Linked DNA regions of Mus musculus: region 1 is linked to region 2. A link is a contact called in public HiChIP or PLAC-seq data. All regions are on one chromosome and are shown on one strand. Each heading gives the region's core, a stretch centred on a gene start, on an enhancer-like site or on the middle of the called end of the contact. The rest is flanking DNA. Distances are from core to core; before and after follow the strand shown.

What was found. HiChIP or PLAC-seq counts read pairs in DNA pulled down with a chosen protein or histone mark.
Region 1: a RAD21 HiChIP or PLAC-seq map of pro-B cells shows a contact between it and region 2, with 8 times the contacts expected there. The contact joins two enhancer-like sites. A contact is called at or near these places in 2 of 15 datasets of contacts at CTCF or cohesin (large pre-B cells and pro-B cells), 1 of 484 Hi-C or Micro-C datasets (large pre-B cells) and 1 of 115 datasets of contacts at active chromatin or transcription factors (large pre-B cells).

What each region holds. Positions count from the first base shown.
Region 1 is chr11:45,322,288-45,328,164 of GRCm38.p6, forward strand. No RefSeq gene overlaps it. Among named protein-coding and RNA genes, the nearest start is that of Gm12159, 210 kb to the left of the region's middle. Within about 2 kb of position 1,569, at least 14 of the 459 cell types and tissues checked have an H3K27ac peak or open chromatin away from gene starts, as enhancers often do. A contact at or near this core is called in pro-B cells, where this site is marked.
Region 2 is chr11:44,947,576-44,953,795 of GRCm38.p6, forward strand. The region is part of intron 10 of Ebf1 (early B cell factor 1); the gene reads left to right. Among named protein-coding and RNA genes, the nearest start is that of Gm51859, 140 kb to the right of the region's middle. Within about 2 kb of position 2,991, at least 60 of the 459 cell types and tissues checked have an H3K27ac peak or open chromatin away from gene starts, as enhancers often do. A contact at or near this core is called in pro-B cells, where this site is marked.

The DNA.
Region 1 (5,877 bases), core at 319-2,818, 370 kb after region 2:
ATAACTGGAGAGAAACTGAGCGGGCCCAGTACCAATGCCTTTAATCTTCTCGGAGGGAGGCACACCACTCTGACCTGCTGATTCGTACAGTGTGTGTTACACTCAAATTACTCAAGAATTCCCTTGCTGGCCTTTTGTCGATAGTCCTTTTTTGCAAGGTCTTCATTACTTTCTAATTGACCAAATTTATTTTCTTCATCTCTCTCATTAAGGACGGGTTTAGAAGTAACCTCGATTGTGCAGACTTCCTAATGGCTTACTTCCTCTATGATTGCCCTCATTTTTAAAGAGGACTCTCCAGTCTACCCTAAGCCTATACCTTACAATCCAGCGATCCATCTACCTATTTAAGGGCAATGGGAGTCTAGAAAGTCTGCAGTAACTGATTGTATATTGTTATGTCCTTGGGTATGATATGGTTATACCTGCCAACACTGGTCACACACACACACACACACACACAATAGCACTATGTAGAGCTTTCATGATGGTTAGTTCAGCAGGAACTCAGTTTCAATGTATCCTGAGCATCTTTCCCAAATGTAAACTTCTGCGTTCATCTTTTGTCTTTCTTGATTAGTGAAGCCAAAACTCTAATGAGACAAGAAAATCTTCTTATTGCTACAATGGGTTGGTGTAGAATAAACTATATCCCACAGAGACCTGGATGTTCTGGCCCTTACCAGTGCAAATTCCTGCTGAAGATTCAATAGAACTACAAAGTGACACTACCCAGAATACCTGAAGTGTAGATCTTCTCCCTTCTCTCTTCCTCCATCTGTTCTCCTCCCCTGCCTCTATCTATCTCTATCCTTGTCTCTCTTTCTATATGTGTGTATGTGCATTCATGTATATGTGTGTATGTGCATTTGTGTGTGTGTGTATGTATGTATCTGTGGTTTGTTCTCTTGAAACCAGAAGATCCAAAGCAGATAGCAGCACATGGATACATACAGAGAAAGGACAGAGACAGACAGAGAGAGGCAGGGGAGAAGAAGGGATGAAGGGAGGGAGAAAGGGGAAGATCTATACTTCAGATATTCCAGGCAGTGTAACTTTGTAATCTTCTGCTTTTTAAATCCCATATACCATGAAAGTTGAGTTGCTCAAATTCTGGATCTCTCTCTCTCTCTCTCTCTCTCTCTCTCTCTCTGTCTCTCTCTCTCTCTGTCTCTTTCTCTGTCTCTGTCTCTCTGTCTCTGTCTCTCTGTCTCTGTTTCTCTCTCTCTCTCTCTCTCTCCCTCTCTCTCTCTCTCTCTCTCTCCCAGGTATTTACTGCAGGAATCTCAAGATCTTCCTTTCATAAAATGAGTCATAACTACCCAGCCTGCTCCACCAGACTTAAAATGCTAAGCACTGTGAAGAAAGAAAGATCCCCTCGCCATAGCTCTCTCATGGGGACCTCAGGATCTAATGCAAATAAATGTCTTGTCCCATTTGGGCTTGTGTCATGATAGCTTCTCTGACTAGACACGCCTTACATGTGCACGCCTTACATGTTCTTCCCCGACATTAAAGCTAGTGGCTTTAAAGTTAATGCCTATTTCTGTATCAGCCTTGGAGACGTTGCCCACACCTGGTTGACTCTTTTAACTGTCTACTTGGCAGGCCGGCTTGGCCCAACAACCACAGTGAGGGTGGGGGTGATCTTCACAGAATAAAATCCTTTTCCTGTTTTTCCTGGCTTGGCCAGTCAAGCAGATTGAAAGAAGTTGCATGTGCTTTTAAAAAATGAAACCCTTCTTGGCACTTTGACAAGTGGTTTGATGAGATCTAACTAGTATTTACAGAACTTGAGTTTGACACAAATTGAGGGTTAAATTTTCTCTCATTTACTGGCACCATCGACTTTGCATTTATAGCCCATAGGACCTGAGAGAGCAATACTGACTGTCAGTCTGTCATTTCCCCATCTCCAGCTTGAGAGTCCAACTAGATGCTTCTCTTACTCAGTTCTTCACATCAAGAGCTTTGAGTCTTGTAGGATCCACATACTGCTTACCCTGCTCTGCTCTGCACTAGCGAGATGGCCTCTGGTTACCACCTCACTTTCCTTGTGCCTCAGCTCGTGACTCTGAAATAGGAACATTAGTGAACTAAGTGATAGGTAAGAAGTAGCAAGAATGATTCACAAAATACCACAGTGATCAATGGATGGTAAGGATGACTAATGAATGTTTCCAGGGGATTCTATGAATTGAGCACTGTGGAAGAACAGGGAATCAGGGCTCATACCTAAATCCCAGCATTCATGGAGCTGAGGCAGGAAGTTTACCACACATTCATAGTCAGCTCAGACTACATAGGAAGTTCCAGACCAGCCTGAACTACAGTTTGGGAGACTATCTCCAAAAATAATTGTATTGCTTTTTAGGTTTCTGCAGTAAAACACCCAACATAAAATTGGGGGTGTGTTTCAGTTCATAATTCTGAGGGAATCTGTTAATGACAGGAAGGCATGGGACAAGAGTATGTGGAAGACAGCCACACTGTGTTCAGTCATGAAGCAACAAGACACGAACACAGCTGCCCACTCCACTTTCTGTCCCCAGCCTGAGGGGACAATGCCTCTACATTTGGTTGGCCTCAGTAAAACTTTTGTGAAGAAACCTTCACAGACATACCCATGTGACTTTAATCCCAGTCAAGCTAACAATGAAAATTAACTATCATACTGTCCTATATGAAATTGCCATACTCAGAGACATTTATTATTATCCATATAGAATCCATAAACAAATCAGATATAGCTTTCTCATGAGTGAGCACACTTACAAGTACAAAAATTATCAAGGTAACAGCATACGATCAATTAACTTATATTCTAAATAAAACAATAAGACAAAACACAAATAGGTATGTGTATTGGGGAGTTTGTGAGAGGCCTATCAAGTGCTATGGAATAACTGAAGGACAGATTCCATGTCTGGGACTGGTAGCCCATGCCCCTACAAGAGAACTAGCCTACCTTAGAGACTCTATAAGGGAAGTAAATCACACATTCGGACAGGGACCTAGGGAAGGGGAATTTAGAAAGGGCTGCACTGATGGACTTAGTGCCCAGGGTTTCAAAGAGCTAAAGATGAGGTAAGAGTGACCTGGATTCTCAAAATTCTCATCAGGAGATACTCTAAAGAAAGCATGGTGATCATTCTGGATTATCTATCCAGGGTGAGTTTTCAGTTTTCTTTGTATTCTTTTTGGACTGAGTAGGTGTATAGACTCACTACCTCCTTTTTCTTCCTTGTGTTTTTGCTTCTGAGAAAGGTTCTATAACTCAGGCTAGCCCCAAACTCCATATACAGCTGAAGCTTGCCTGGAACTCTTAAAATTCCTGCCCAAGCCAGACAAATGCCAGGATTATAAATAGGCATATATGGCACTGCCCTTGTCTTTCACAATACAATGGTGAAGTGCCCCCAGAAAGTCTGCTTTGTAGAATTGAGAAAGGGAGAAGAGTTTCAGTGTAACTTCTGGAAATCATTTGTCCAAACCACATTAACAATACACACTGTGGTCACTTGGTCACTTATTGCTTCTATGGCTCTGAAGAACATAAGTAAACCAAAATGTACGGGGTTGGGAAAGCAGAGTTTGAAATATGTCTAATGTAGACATCATTTGGGGTCAGGTTGTTCATTTAAGTGTTAATATTTTAATTAGCTGGTTTTGTGTGTGTCTCTCGGTGTGTGTGTATGTGTGTGTGTGTGTGTGTGTGTGTGTGTGTGTGTGTGTGTGTGTGTGTGTGCTCATCCACATATATGCAGGTACCCTTGGATGCTAAAAGAGGGCCTCCAGATCTCCTGGATCTGGGGTTATACATGGTTAGGACCCTCCTGACATGGATGCTAAAAATCATACTCTGATGCTCTGTAAGAGCGATAAGCGCCCTTCACCAGGAAACCATCGCTCCAGCCTTCCAGCTACTAATTTCTGTGGACCTGAATCCTCTTAGTCATGCCACAAGGCAGGCATAGAAAGCAGATGCTCAGAGATTTTAAACAAATTGCCCAATGAAGGAGCTGGGCTTTGCATTCAGATCAATCATGCTCAAAAGATTGGGGACGATCAGTTCGCTGACATCTTAAAAACTCTGACACTTAGTTCTTCCTAGTAACGTGGCTCCTGTTTAAAGTACCACGGAGCATTTTGCTTATTTCTACAGCTGCACGTGCAGTCCTTCTTAACCTTACAACACTCAAGTTTTCAGAGCAATTTCCTTGAACAGCTCAGGTTTTGCTGAAAGTGGCTCTTGCATAATTCCTACCCCTGGCCAAACTCCCTTAATGATGTTATTTTACACCATATGCATTGAGGTTGATCTGAGTCAGCCATTTTTCTCATTCTTGATTTTTTTTTCTCCTCCTACCCCCTTCTCCTTGGGTCAATATTCATTTGAAATGCAAGAAGTCGGCCTCCATTTTAGCTGACAAGGCTGCTTGTTCACACACCTTTCTGGTGGATAACTGACAAGTGTCCGCTTAGGCGTGGGGCTGCCTCTAAACAGGTCCTTTGAAATGTCAAAAGAGAAAGTGCTCCCAGATGCAAGGGGCTACTGGAGAATGGCTACACTGGAAATCAGACTTCTAGTCATCTCCAAATGATGACCACTGTAAAAAGACTGATGAGAGAAAGTGACCATAGTAGCCAATCCTAATTCATTCTGGATTAGGATTGAGGAGAGTGATGTCTGTAGGCATCTGTATCGTGCATTTTTGTTACAAGAGCCTACAATGTGACTTTATAGAAATGTTGCAAAGAAAGCACAAAGAATTCATGTGCATTCCTCTCTTAGATTTCCTTATGGTTAACCCTTAATATTCATGTACTCATCACATGTAAGGAGCAAACACTGATGTTAAGGATATGAGCAATCATACTCTTAATTCAGATATTACACGTATTTAGAATCTTACCCATGGGTTCATGTTACAGTTAGTGGTCACAGATCTTTGACCTCCTCTAGTCCAAGGCAGTTCCTTCACTTTCCTGAGGATCTTTATAATTTGATGATCCTGACAATTATGTGATGGGCTGGTCAGGTACACTGTAGAATATTCCTCAGCTTCAATTTGCCTGACCTTTTCCTCATGATAGGATTGGGGTTCTGGGATATAAAAGGTGAGGCAATCTTTTTGTCCCTGAGTAGTGCCATTCCGATCATATTTTTGGGTGCTTCTTTTAGGAATTATGCTGTAATGATAGCTGTGAAATCAGTTGACCTGTGCTTGTAACATAGATTGACTGGCACTTATGAATAGTCTCAGGCAAGCTTGTTTTGTATACCACATCTTGCACCTTTTACAAACTAGAGTGACAATTCAGTGTGCCACATGGATTCATACCGTGCAGAGTAGCACATGGTATCCAGGAAGCATTAAAGAAAGAAGTAATCATTTCTAGCATAATCATTTATCATTGTTAACATCTTGAACAAATTCCTCCCATGTCCCCTATCCATCCTAGATGGAAGTTATACTGGAGATCTCTAGTCAGATGTTGTACAAACAGAGAATGACTCATTAGTGTATGGTATTTGACAAGTCCCCTATTCTAATTCTCCAATTACTCTTTGTAATAGAAAGCAAGCTTAGCAGCTCTGCCAGGACTGACTTAACTGAGATTCTCTGCATATCAGCAGTGGCTGCAATGTACGGAAAAACAATGGGCGATGTAGTAGAAGATGTAAGATAAGTTAGAAGACTGGGATTTATGGAGCTAGTAATTAAGTTGGTCTGCACAGTGTCTTAATACTAGAAATGAGTTAACATTGACCGACCAGACTCCTTCCAAAGGGGATAGTTGAAACTACCATGGTCGATGGGAAGCTGGCTTGGGATATGGACTCTGTGGTGGTGAGAAGAGTAGGAACTGTGT
Region 2 (6,220 bases), core at 1,741-4,240:
AGGTGAGACAGAGAGGCTGTGTTGTCAGTACAACACAAATTTAAGTGATGTGGCACACTGCGGTGGTAGTCTTTGTAGATGCCTGGAGTTAGATGGTTCAGTCTAAGATTCCAGGGAACCAGTCCAATGGAAGGCTGCTTACCCTATAGGTTGAGAGTTGAGAGTGGAAAGGATTGGATTGAGTCTGATTTTTCTGATTTCTCTCTAATTATTGAGGTCCATCCTCTTTAAACGGGCACTAAGCAGGCGTTCTAACATAACCAATACATTTGTTTATCCAAAAAGTATATATAGTAAGAAGTTAGGAGAAAAATTCCATTCCACCCATTCACCCCCTCATCATTATCTCTTGTCAAAAAAAAAAAAACCAAAAAAACCAAAAAAACTGTTCTTCTTCAGGATTTCAGAAGCCACAGGCTGTAACTCCAAGGTCAGTGTCTGCACTCATCCCAGCTCCCTTCTCCCTTTCATCCCCACAAGAGGTTTGAGGATAGTTGGGTATTTTTCTTTTTATTCTCTTAAGATGGAAAATCCTGAAGATTGACTCAATATTGAGTAAGAAAGAATATTTGAAACTAAAATTCCGTGCACACAAGTGAATGCAGTCTCCTTTCTTCATCCACATCTTCCACGCATTTTTGGTTTTGTAGAGAGCAATGAGGTACTTGGAGCAGTGAGTCAAATATTTCCTGCTCCTTGGCAGGTAGGGCTGACATTTTTGATCTGATGTGACGGGTTTAGAAATGAGCCTAGTGGACATGGGTGGCATAGGTTTAGAAGGCTTTTGCGGGGCCTGTTTTGAAAGGATATATTGAACCAAAAGAAAAGAATACTCCATTTAACCACGTGCTTTCTTCTCAGTCTGCATAGCAGAGAGTTTCAGACCCTTGATGTTTCTGAGTATTTTGCAACAAGGCCCTCCTCTTCTCTTGCTACCATACAGCTTTGTGTACAGGTGACTACTGTGGACAGCCAATGCAGAACTCAATGGAAGTCGTTGCCTGATGGGACGGCTAATGTGGTTGCAGAAGGAAGCAAACGGCCTTTCAGCAATCCCACATAGTTACTGATATTCGCATGGGGGAAAGCCAGCGTTTCTGTGTGAACAGAGGAAATTGCCTCATGTTAATCCCTGTGCCTTCAAAAGACATTTGGGATGTGGGACTCCTGCTAGGGTTTCATGCAGTAATATATAAAATATGCACTTGACCAAGAGCTTGCAGTTTTGACTAATGGGATTATTAGCCAATGAGTAATATGCTAAGTTTGCCAAGTCTAAGTTTATGGCTGGACCTTTGAAAGCCAGAACTCCATGTTCCGATAGTCAGAGGCATTCTAGTCTTGCAAGTTCAACCCTAATTAGAAAAAAAATACTAGGGAGTTATTATTTTTGATCAGAAAACTTGAAGTAGTGAGGGTCTTTTTGTTTATTTGTTTATTTTAAAGACTACAAATGCTAATATTTTGGAAGGATTCTTAGGGCATGTTAGGGAGTAAACCTTTTTGGAAGTAGAACATTTGAGAAGGGTCGGTGGTATAATTGAATAATGTAATTTGATCAAAAGAGAAACAACTTTGATGAAGTAGTTTATTACTTGCATAATTTTTCTTACCAAACAGAGTGCACAGCTACCAAGGCAGAGGACAAATTAAGGAGACACAATATCCAATCCAAGTTTGGCACACGAGAGAAAACACCTGGCTGACTGATTTCATTGTTTGCTTTCCAGCTAGTGTGCTTGGTGTGGTAGAGACACTTTGTGGGTTTCCTGTCTTTAACAGGCTAGTCGCCACAGATGACTACCTTGGAAAAAACATGATCTAACACCGAGATGACAGCCAGGTCTCAGCAGAAGGATACAATTTCTTTTATATATATATATATATATATATTCTATGCACATATATGTATATATGTTTATACATGTACACACACACACATATATATTCATATATATTGACAATTCTGTAATTCTGTTGCTTTGTTCTATTTTTAGCTGTGTGTTTAAATAATTTCAGGAATAATTGTTTTTAATTGTCTTTCGTTGTAGGCAGCACAGTTGAGAGTAAAATGAAGAGCTCATGAGGTCATGCAGCCTTTTCTTATTCACACACATTCTGCTACGTATGTGTGAGGGTTATCAGCATCTACCCCAGTTTCATTCACCATTTTCCCTCTGGCCTTCATGAAGTTTGCTTTCTTCTCTACAGACACAGACTAGCTCAGTTCAATGGTGTTACTCTGCTGTTAGACTGCTTACATCATGTTTAGATTTTTTTTTTAAAGACTATGTCTCTCTACCATGGTTCATGAGTTCCATTTTTGGGAGGCATTGATCCTAAATCTTGTGCTTTATTTTTCTCATGGCATTGAGTGGGTAGAAACAAACTCTAGTTCCTAATTCACTTTAAAGAACATGACCCCCCCCCCACTTTGTTCCTATTTTCTTGTTAAAACTAAATTGTGTGCAATTTGTAGGAAATTGAAACCACATTTTTTTCACTTTTAACTTTCCAAAATTAAAATTTATGGGGGGGGGGAAGCAATAAAGTGCTTACGAAATGGTCATCTATAATTATCTTCGTGGGTTGCACACATTTGAGGAAAATGACTTGGAGACCCTATCAAGGTTTTACAACCGCAGGACACTGGGCTTCTCACCAATCTCCCAGTCTCCCAGTCTCCCAGTCTCCCAGTCTCCCAGTCTCCCAGTCTCCCAGTCTCCCAGTCTCCCAGTCTCCCAGTCTCCCAGTCCCCCAGGTGTTGGAGCCAAGATTCACCTCCAGAAAAGGCTAAAGCTTACACTACACATTCAAACATGCAGTGTGCGCAGAGGCCCTCAGGAGTGCTCACAACACAACTAGGCAGGATCTCAACAGGTTTTCCCCTTTTGTTCCGTAGCGACTGTTGTTATAGTGACATTTACCATGTAGACCGCTTCTATGGCTAGTTCTGGACTTGATGTCAGTTCCTGTAACGTTCTTGTCACGCTCTACCTGGCCGTGGAAACCACAGAACCAGTTACATGAACTGCCTGTTTCTGGTTGCTGCTGCTACTGTTTTGGATTCTGAGTTCAGGGCTCTCTTCCTCCCAACCGTTCCTATGAAACGTTCTAGAAGACATTCAAGGTCTGAGCTATGATTTGTTTCCATCTTGGAGGAAAAAAGTGTTTATACTTGTCTGCTCTTTTGATATGGACATTATGGTTTCCACATGAACAAGAGTACATTTTCTAGTCTGAAAGCATTGATGTTTCCACATTAGTTTTTTGATATTATTGTTGTTGTTGTTGCTTGATTCTTTTGGTTTGGTTTGGTTTGGTTTTCTTTTTGTTGTTTGTTTGTTTGTTTGTTTCACTTTTGGTTTTGTTTTAGAAGAAGTCTCCCTGGCTGCCCTGGAACTTGTTATGTAGACCAGCCTAGCCTCTAATTCACAGATATCATCCTGCCTCTGTTTCTGGAGTGTTGGGGTTAAAGGAATATATCACTCTACTTAACAATCAATGACAAATGTATCAAACCATGCCTACCTTGAGGTAATATGTTTAGAAGTAGTATACTTGATGTGGATGTGATGAAGTCATTCACTCAATTCATTCATTCTTTTCTCCCACTGAGTAAATATTTATGGAATACCTTCTTGGTTTTATGTCTTAGATGAAACTCTAAATATAGAGTACTCAATACAAAGCTACAAGTAATACTTGCACTTAGCAACTTAGTCATTGAACCTTAGTGCTACCATCACCATTACAGAGCATCAGGGTGGATATGTGAAGCCTTACCAGGCGCCTGGAAGTACCTAATGACTTAGTTTCACCAGCAAATGACAGCCATGCCCAAGAAAGGCTTCTCTGACCACTTAGAGAAGGGCAATGATTTGACATGTATTCTGACCATATTTGGCTCTTCGTTATAAGGACTTCTGACCAACGAACTCAGATTCATAGGATTCATTTAACAACAATGTCAGTACTTATGTGCTGTCTGCTTCTAAGAGTTTACAAATGCAGAAGCATTGGCTCGAGCACGACTCGGCCACAAGTACTGCCCTGATGCTACAGATAAGGAGAAGGAGGCAAGAAGGGTTGAGTCATCTGCCAAGTATTTGGACAGTGTGACCACAGGAGCCACTATCTGCCAGTGTGACCCTAGAATCTACCATCAAATCCTAACATTATTTCCAACTACTTCAAGATTTCCATAAGCTTGCAGCCCCTTTGCAAGTGAGTGTCCCACACTTGGCATGTAGCAGGAATGTGCATGAGACTCTCTAGCTTGCTAATGGGCAGTTCTCACTAAAGCTCTGGCCCAGGAGTCCTTGGCTGGAGAACACCCTTGAGGTCTCACAAGCCAAGGGTAGGAAGAGTGGCTACTAAGCCTGCTAGTGAGTCCAAGTGCTCCTCTCACACATCTCTGGATGATTTGCTCAAGGAAATAACAATCATTTCCATTTCAAAACACCATTCACAAAATAACGTGTGCTAATTATGTAGCAAAACAGAGCAAATAAACAAACAACCCCCCCCCCAAAAAGCAAAAACCAAGAGAGGATAAAAGGGTACAAACTCACCCAGTACTCATCACCCAGTAATGGCAATGCCTCCCTGGACTTCTCTGTTATTTTTCTATGTATAACAAACACAGGCAAACATCTTTTTTTGTTTTGTTTTGCATCTGTGACTATATTGTACTGTGTGTCTATTCACACATGCAGCTTCATCTTCTGCTTTATTTAATATACCCCTTTCCTCACACACTAAGTCTTCTCCATAGCACGGCATTGAAGAGAAGCATAATTTCACACAGTGTAGACTTACTGTATTCTCCCACCGGCTACTGCTAACTAGTTAAGCCCATCTTTCACATATAACTGCATTATGATGCGCTGTGTGCTTCCTTTTCTAACTTGATGCTTTAATAACCATTGTAATTTCCTACAACTAAATTGTTCTAAAGCATTTGAACACTTAAATTTTTTTCCTACATAATTCTTTTTTTTTTGAGGGAGGTAGATGCCTTTCAAATAAAACATATTTGAAATAATTTTATTTTCTATTATAGTATTTGTACCATAAAATAATGTCATAAAGTATAGAACAGTGGAAATAAAATATGCCCACATGTATACAAGAACTCACAATTAGCCTACAAAATTATATCTAGCCATAAAGTAAGCATGCTAAGACCCTAGTATTTATATTAATACAGCCGGCCATACTTGTTAATGTATAAGTGTTTAATCTATCGGTACCCCCTCTCTTTTTTATCACCCAACTGCAAACTGGGTTCATTTTAGATAATTACCTTCAGTACTAAATGTATATTATCTGCCCAGTTAGGAAATAGATTGGAGGGAATTCAGAAATCAATAGTAATAAAGTAAACAGAGAGAATAGAATCTATTTCCGCTCTTACTATTTATTTGAATCTACTCTTCTAGAGACAGGGTCCCTGTCTAATGGATGTTGGACAGAGGACCACAAATAAACTCTGCTGGGAGCAGCTCTCCTTTAAGAATTGATCGCTGTTTCAGTAACTATCCTATTGTTTGAATATTAAAATGGCAGGTGCCTGTGGATGCCAGTGATGCTCTGGCTTCTGCTGTGCTCAGAATTGATTTCAGTTTCTCTTCAGTGTTTATACATCTAGCCCTCTGTGTGGCTGCTTTCGGCGCAACCTCTCTCTGGCCTTCATAAAGTGAATTTTTGACAGCAGATTGATGTTAGATTCACTGATGTTATGCTAACCACAATCTCATTGTCCAAAGGGAAATAAAATCCACTGTCCCATATTGCTGACAATAAAGGAAGCCCTCTATAAAGTGTCAGAGTTGGTGCCATCATGAGGAAAGATAATTTAATTCTCAAATTGGGACATGTCTATGGCTACTCCTTTAGCACAAATGTGGGAGAGTTAGTTTCCCTTGCCCAGGCTAAGAATATTCCAGTGGGCTAATGAGATTCAGAGAGGTGGCATTCCCAGACTCCCACAATCAAGAACATATTTCTGTCACATAGAGGAAACTCATACCCTGTGCTCTTTGGTGTGTGCTTAGTTTCTGCCTGTAATTGTCACTAGTTTCCCCCAATCCTAAAATGTATCAGCATTTATTTTCTCAAGAGTGCATCTTTCACTGTAGACTGGTCCGTCTGGTGTTTGAATGGCCTGATTTGGTTCATTCATCATTGAATTCGCAAGGCCAGGCTTATGGTGAAC